2 separate regions of the Mus musculus genome follow, and region 2 is linked to region 1. Evidence: chromatin contacts called from public promoter capture Hi-C data. All regions are on one chromosome and are shown on one strand. Each heading gives the region's core, a stretch centred on a gene start, on an enhancer-like site or on the middle of the called end of the contact. The rest is flanking DNA. Distances are from core to core; before and after follow the strand shown. Region 1 overlaps Vps13d (vacuolar protein sorting 13D). Region 2 holds the start of Tnfrsf8 (tumor necrosis factor receptor superfamily, member 8).

Evidence for each region. Promoter capture Hi-C pulls out the DNA fragments that hold promoters and counts their contacts.
Region 2: a contact with region 1 is called in a promoter capture Hi-C map of macrophages, with 5 read pairs. The contact joins the promoter of Tnfrsf8 here to the enhancer-like site in region 1. A contact is called at or near these places in 5 of 39 promoter capture datasets (the C10 cell line, embryonic stem cells, liver and 2 more), 1 of 115 datasets of contacts at active chromatin or transcription factors (embryonic stem cells) and 4 of 9 other capture datasets (adipose tissue, embryonic stem cells, liver and 1 more).

The regions. Positions count from the first base shown.
Region 1 is chr4:145,095,003-145,098,705 of GRCm38.p6, forward strand. Vps13d (vacuolar protein sorting 13D) reads right to left here. Exons shown (of 70, transcript NM_001276465.1): 42 at 3,009-3,161; 43 at 1,184-1,319. Among named protein-coding and RNA genes, the nearest start is that of Vps13d, 98 kb to the right of the region's middle. Within about 2 kb of position 1,914, at least 54 of the 459 cell types and tissues checked have an H3K27ac peak or open chromatin away from gene starts, as enhancers often do. A contact at or near this core is called in adipose tissue and macrophages, where this site is marked.
Region 2 is chr4:145,313,315-145,317,017 of GRCm38.p6, forward strand. Tnfrsf8 (tumor necrosis factor receptor superfamily, member 8) reads right to left here and starts at 1,850. Exons shown (of 13, transcript NM_009401.3): 1 at 1,708-1,850. The coding sequence starts at 1,770.

The DNA of each region.
Region 1 (3,703 bases), core at 664-3,163:
TCTTGAGCATTAGGGAGAAAATGATATTCAGTCTACTATCATCCGATGGCTGTGTTTCTCCAGGACCCATCAATGTAATGGCTAAGTATGTGTGGGAAGAGCTGTTCCTTTCACTGCTTGACATGAATTTAGGCAGAAAATAATGTTTTTCTCCCAATGAAGATAAGTGGAGTGCCATATAGAGACAGTGAAAATAAACACTCGTGGAAAGGAGTTCTCCAAAAGTATCTCTCATGAGCAAAGCTGCAGTGTCTCTACAGTGTTTGCTTCATCACTGATGCTCAAAAGCAGGTCACCTGCCTAACAAAACATGAATATGGCACAGGGGCACATAAGGTACTTGCATCACCAGAACACTGGCGTCTGCCTATACCAGCAGCTGGGGAAGCTGCCTGCATCCTGCCCCCTGCCCCCCAGCCCCAGGTTGAAAGGCCAGGGAGAAGCAGGTGAACTTAAGTGTGATTAGACAATAAATAGCAATGCTACATAGGATTTAGAAACATAGAGCTAAAAGGACCATGGAAGAGCAATATAATATGAAGATGCATGCAAATGGTAAAGCTTAATTATACATAAAGAACAGCCAAGACAGTTGGCCCTCTATATACACAGGGCTCACATCCTCAAACTCAACCAAGCCCAGACCATTTGATGTGTGGTCAGGCCTACTATGGTCACACATACAATCTCTCTCCTCATCTCTAGCTTCTAAATAATACAGTATTAGCAACTGCTTCCCACAGTACTTTTGTGGAAATGTGATCTCTAGATCACTTGAAGTTTACTGGAAGATACGCATAGACTGTGTGCAAACACTCTGCCATAAAAAAATAAAGACTTGAGCACCAACGATTTGGGTCTGGGGTGGGGCAGGTGAAACCTTGAAACTCATCCCCCATAGACAGAGGGAAGTTTCCCAGACTATGATCAGAGAAGAAGATATCTACCTACATGAAACAACATGTTGCTGCCAAATTCCCACCTCGTTTTCTACTGATGTCAACCATTAGCTGGCTGATCTTCATATTGATTCCTAACACTCACTCCTGAGACAATACTCTGATGTTTTTCTTCTTAGACACAGGGGAGCAAAGCACTTCAACAGAGCAAGGTTATTGCAAGCTTCACTGTGTAACAACCTGGCCTGGCAGAGTGTGCATGACACCAAACAGCAGCCACTCACCGTAGAGGAAGAGGAATTTTTGTCTGGTGCTGCATATCGGAAGAAGGTCCCGACCTTGTCCACAGACACTGGGCTCACTTGCTCCCAGCCATTCACTCGAACTTGCAGCTGATGGATGCGCAGGTCGTGAGTATGTCTGTCAAGAGGATCAGAAAAGGCCCAGTCTCAAAAAGACAGGAAATTAGGAGCAGAGACTCCAACCTGATTGTATTTTATAATGATGTAAAAGCCAGTTAAGCCTTCTCAGCATTACCTGGTGAGAGAAGTCAGGAAGACAGTTTAACTGGCTTTTATGCTGACGGCTACTGGTGAGATGCAGAAGGCCTGGAGCAAGGGGCATCTGCCCTCTTCTCATAAACCATGAAAATCTGTATGCTTGCCAGAGGGCTCCCAGCAGCACCTACCTAATCTTCATGAAATAATGTCAGTGGCAATCAGCTGAATGGAATGATCAGAGTGTCCTGGCCATTGAATCACGTAACCATGCTCTTGGGGTACGTAAGCTTTGTCTTTTTAGTTCCTTTGTTGAAAATTCTACTCCTCTAAGGAACACATCCAGTTTTTTGGCTCAGGCCCTACACAACCACAGACAGGCCTGGGAGACAGTGCCCTTGGAGTTAAGAGTGTACAAGCGCTCAGCTGAAACTGGAGCAGAAGGCAGTGGGCAGAACAGAAGGAATAGGAGGAAATTGCACGTTTAATTCTATTTTAGATTTTGCCTAATTCAAGCCAGAAGGCTGAAGCTGAAATGGGGAACTGAACTTGAGGCTGACAGGAAGGGAGGAGGGCAGCATAGGGACAGTATGCCAAGGGGAAAATGCCAAAAAATGCATTTATTTTGATGAGTTCAAGCAGTACAGTGGGTTACATGGAAACTAAGATGGAAATGACACCAAGCCCTCTCTGATGCAAGAGGCAGGGCTTATTGAAAGATACTATTAACAAGAGCTTCCTGAAGCACAGGGCACCCTGAAAATGTATCCAGCATAGAGATTTTACCCCCACCCCCAAAGGACTCCCAGAGACCCAGACCCATACATTCAAAACCCTCACCAGTCAGGACTAACCCGTGCAGGCAGAACAAGAGGAAGAAAGGCTTTGTTGTGAGGGAGGTTTGCATATGGGCTCAGGCCTGAAGCCAGCCTCTTCCACTTCAGCTTCCCAGAATCAGTCCAAGGCTCAAACACTAAGCCTTCACCTATTTACACCCTAGACAGCCTTTCCATTTAAAAATACTTGCAAATAGTGAGGTAATACCTTACTGGACATTTTATTATCTTTCAGGAAATGGAATTAAAGCCTTCATCTGTATTTGTGCCAAGTCCTCTAGCTGGCTGCGCCAGGAGTGACTGGGTCAGCAGTACCCCTTGAAGAGGTAATCGTACACTGCTTGCTTTTCCTAGCTCTGCATCCTGGGCCTATCTGCTCACAGAAAGTGTGCGGCATAAATGTATCTTAAGACTGAGATAATCAAGCTTGAGAACTGCACATCATCCACTTGGGCAGCTTTCAGGCTCGGTCGCCTACACAGAGACCCGGACAGGGTTTAATGGAGCTGAGTGTGAGTATGTACCTAGCTTTTGTCCAAACTCTGAAATACTTAGTTATCTTCTCACACACCAAGAAAATGGGAATAGAAAGAAATGTTTTTCCAAGATGGCATGACAGCCTATATTCTAAGAGGAAACAGTCACTTTCAAAGTATCTTTGAACAACAAAACATTCAAGTCAGTGAAAGACAAATAGTGAAAGACAAAACACCAGGGACAAACATTTATATCCATGCCATGAAATCCATGAAAAAGAATAAACAACCATATTTTACCTGTGTCGTAACTTTCCTCTGGCTTCAAATTCAAAGGGAATCTCTTCACCTGTGAGGACTTCTCTCCATTCACTGACATTGTGTGCATCATCCAGGAATGCTCCATTCCCTTCTGGAACCACCCCAGGACTCCCACTGTGAGACAGTGCAGCCCTGGAACCAAATCAAATGACAGGTTGTCCCTTCAGCCTTACCCTCCCTACTATCTCTACAGGAGTTCTGAGCCACTAGGAAATCAGCCCTCCCATAACTGACTGACTGCAGTGGCATGATATAACCTGGTTGTTCTTTGTGACCCAAGAAGGACCCGAGAGCAAGTGGCTTCAGCTACTTTCCGGCTCTGTCACAACTAAACATCTTTGGACGTTTAGAAATAGACTGAAGTAATGCTGAGCATTGTACAGCATACTTACAACCTCGGCTGAAGAATGAGAATGACTGTAAAGCCAGCCTGTGCAATAGGGCAAATTTTAGGCCAGCCTGGGCTGCATAGTGAAACTCTGTTTCAAATAATGTTTTTCAATAGAAGAAAGTGTGTGTGTGTGTGTGTGTGTGTGTGTGTGTGTTACATCATGGACATATGTGCATTTGGAGCACAGAGGTTAATATCAGGTGCCTTCATCAATCACTCTCTATCTAATAATTTGAGACAGGGTTTCTTATAATATAACCTAGAACTCATCAACTGGCTAGCA
Region 2 (3,703 bases), core at 600-3,099, 220 kb after region 1:
TGCAACCTAAGCAATCAGGAAGTGGAAGGAGAAGGACCAGTTCAAGGCCATCCTTGGCTACATAGCAAACTGGGGGCCAACCTGAGCTACATGAGACCTTGTCCAAAAAAAAAAAAAAAAAAAAAAAAAAGCAGTTGGTAGTACATGCCTTTAATCTCAGCACTCAGGAGACAGAAGCAGGCTGACCTCTGTGATTTCAAGGCCATCCTGCTCTACCGAGTGAATCTCAGGACAACCAGGGCTACGCAGAGAAATCCTGTCTCGAAAAATAATTAATTAATTGAAATAAATAAATAAAAAGAGAAACCCCTATATATTTCTATAAAAGTGATCCAAATACAGATATGCTTTTATAGATGCTGTAAATAGCAGTAAAACAAGAACATGCTTACAGCTTAGAAGATATTGGTATAAAACAATTAGCTCTATCATAGCATTTATACTTTTTTGTTTGGGGGCATTTTCACACATTCCAGGTAGTAGTAAGTACACGGCTTTAATTGTAAAACATGTTTTCACAGGCCTGTGAGATGGTTCTGTGGGTAAAGGCACTAGCTGCCAAACCTGATGACCTGAGTTCTATTCCTGGAACCCACAGGGTCAAAGGAGAGAACCAACTCCCAGAGTTGTCCTTAAACCTACATACTCATGTAAGAATGTGCCATGCCCTGATCAAAAAATGTTTCGACTTAGTAGGAGAAAAGAAACCAAACCTCCCCACTTTCACATCCTACTTTTTCCTTCATCTTCCAGGGTCCTTGTTGCTCCAAACTCTTACCTTCCCCGAATGAGGGCTTCGGGCATGGGGGTGAGGTAGGGTAGGACGGCTCCTCTGCTCACTTCTGCCCTCTGCAGGGCAGGTGTCACACTGCCCACTGGAGATGAAAGGGACACCTTCCTACCATCTCTCTCCTGCCCTCTCTCCTCCCTTGTCTTCACACCTCTCTAGCAGAGACACCTCATGTCCAGCAAGCCTGCTGCTGTCCCTTGTCTCCCTCCCCCAGCTACCATTCAGCCATGCACTTTTTTCTTCCATGTAGACCTTAGGTTCCGTAAAGAAGATTATCTGAGTGGCTCTTCAAAGTCCTGTCTCCTTCCCACACACTAATGCCTAGTGTGGCATTGGCCCCTAGGAATTGTTCAGTTTTCCTAACTCATTGACCAGACTTATTTCTGGGGCTTTCAACTATAGAACCAGAGACAGCACTGACTTGCTCCTGGGACAAATATCCACCATGTGCTTGCTCCAGGGCACCCAGCCCACATCACCAGCTGGCCAGACCCCCACCTTTGCTCTCATTCACCCCCTCCTCTCTTTCCTCAGCCCTTCCAGCCTACGGATGCACAAACAACCCGTTATCATCCTCTGGCAAAACAAGGGCATACTCAAGTTTCTCTATCCAGGACCCCCTCTGGGGCAGCAGTAACAGAACAGGAAAGGAACAGCTTTCTCTTGCTCCGGGTTCAACTCACGGATAATGAAGGAGCAAACTGCTCCCAACTATCGACTACCTGCGTTTGTGACGAGAGAAGCTCTAACTTTACTCTTCAGTTATCCACCCACCTGTGGATGCTTGCATATTTTAGTTGCCTCCTGTGCCCCCTCACTCTAGTTTGAGTTGGGGAATAAGGTGAGAGGTTGCCTTGTCCTCCTTTACTCTAGCCACTGCTCTCGCACAGTGTCCGGGGCTACTGTCATTCCCTTACCGTTGGGAAGGCTTGAAGCATCCCCAGGAACAGCAACCCCGCTGCGGTGAGTAGGGCGCTCATCTTGGCTTCCCGAGTCTCCAGCGCCTGGCCACCTGCCGGCACCCTGACTCTCCCGCGGTGAAATCACTTCTAATGTGACTGCGCCTTCCTAACCCTTCTTCGGGTTCAGCCCTAATCCTTCCCTCCCCCACCCTCTTACCACCTGTGATGCAGCGATCTGCCTGCCTGTGAAGCCTAAGAGAGAAGGGGCCACCACGTGCAGAGATGACTCAGGGCTAGCCACAGCGCACGCACGCAGGGGGCTCCCCTGCGTTTTGAATGATCCGCCCCGGATTTGAAGAGGAACCGGGAAGCCGGCTCAGCTCTAAAGGTACAGGACTCAGGAGTCTGAGAGGTACAGAATCCTGAGGCCTCTAGCCCCATTCCCCACCCCCAGGAAGGGTGAGATTCTAAGCCCACATCATCAGGATTCTTTGGAAGGGACAGAGTGAGGAGAGTTTCGAGAAAAATGAGCACTTCTTCATTGTAACATTTGCTGTAAAGTAAAGCCAGCCCTGCACGGGGAATGAATGGGCGAATAGAGAACAAATGGATGGAAGTGTGGGTGGGAGGATGAGGGAATGGATGGATGGGTAGATGGGTGAGGAAGATGAGAACAAATGCATAAATGGATGAGGGGATGGATGAATTGATGGATGAGTGGAAAGAGAACACGTGGATTGGAATATGGATGGATGGATGGATGGATGGATGGATGGATGGAAGCAAGGAAGGATGGATGGGCAGATGGGGTAGGTGAATAGAGAACAAATGAGTGATGAAGTGGACGGATGGTAAATGGATGAGAGGGTCACAGAATGAAGGGATGGGTGGATGGATGAAAAGATATCTGTGAATGGTTAAGTGAGTGGGAGGGTTGGGGAATGAATGAAGAGATTAGGTAATGGATATATGGATGGATGGGTAGATGGATGAGTAGGTAGATGATGGGAGGACTGATGAGATGAGGGAATGAATGGATATGGGGTAAAGGGGAAATGGATGCATAAAGCAATAGATGGATTAGTGGATGCCTGCATGGAGCATGGGTAGGCAGGTGGGTGGACTGACCAGTGAACGAACTATGTGAAGACTAGGGCATATGTTAATCAATCCACAGGTATCCCTGCCCTTTTTTGCCTGGTGGATATAGCTGGCACCCTGGAGCCTCACCTGAAGTCTGCCTTATTCTATTCCCCAAGCTGCTGTTCGAATGTGGGGCTCCTCGGACTCCAGGCTCTCCTGATTGCTTCTGTGAGTACTGGCAGCACATGGTCACTGCTGAGCACTGACTAGCAGGTGCTCACTGCTTTTGTCTGGTATTGCTTTGTTTTCAAACATAGAAACCAACACCGAGAAAACAGGCATGCTACCTATGTGCTCTAAAGATGGGAGAGTGGCTTCTTTCAAGCCCAGAATGATGCAAGGGCCTTTTGGCTTCCACATTTTAGTCTAGCTTTCAGTGTTGTTAGAGATTCCCACAGGGCACCAGCTGCCACTTCCTACCAGGATTTTCCAAAGTCCCTACGAACTTTCCATTTCACACATAGGCCTCTTTGAGGTCCACATCCTACCTGGAAAATCCACCCCTAATGTGCCACTTCCATAGAGCCACTCCAGACCCTCCCCTCCCTGATGATGAAAGATCCAGCTTCGAATAATCACAGGGTCAGGAAGGGGCAGAGGAACCTGGAGCCCATGCTTCCCAAAATGCAGCAGGTGTTCACAATGAACTGGTGCAGGTAAGACACTCACGGATGTAGCATCCAAATAGCTTGCACCAGCTTGAACCAAATAAAAAACACACATTGTGAAAGTCCAACCTTCCTAGTAACCAAAGGCATGCAAATGAAAGCAGCCTTTGTTAGTCTTCTGGGCCTTCAAGTCATTTGTGGGGTTTTTAATTCATAATAATAGTTACGGGGGAAAGCGAGAGAAAACAGAACTTCATTCT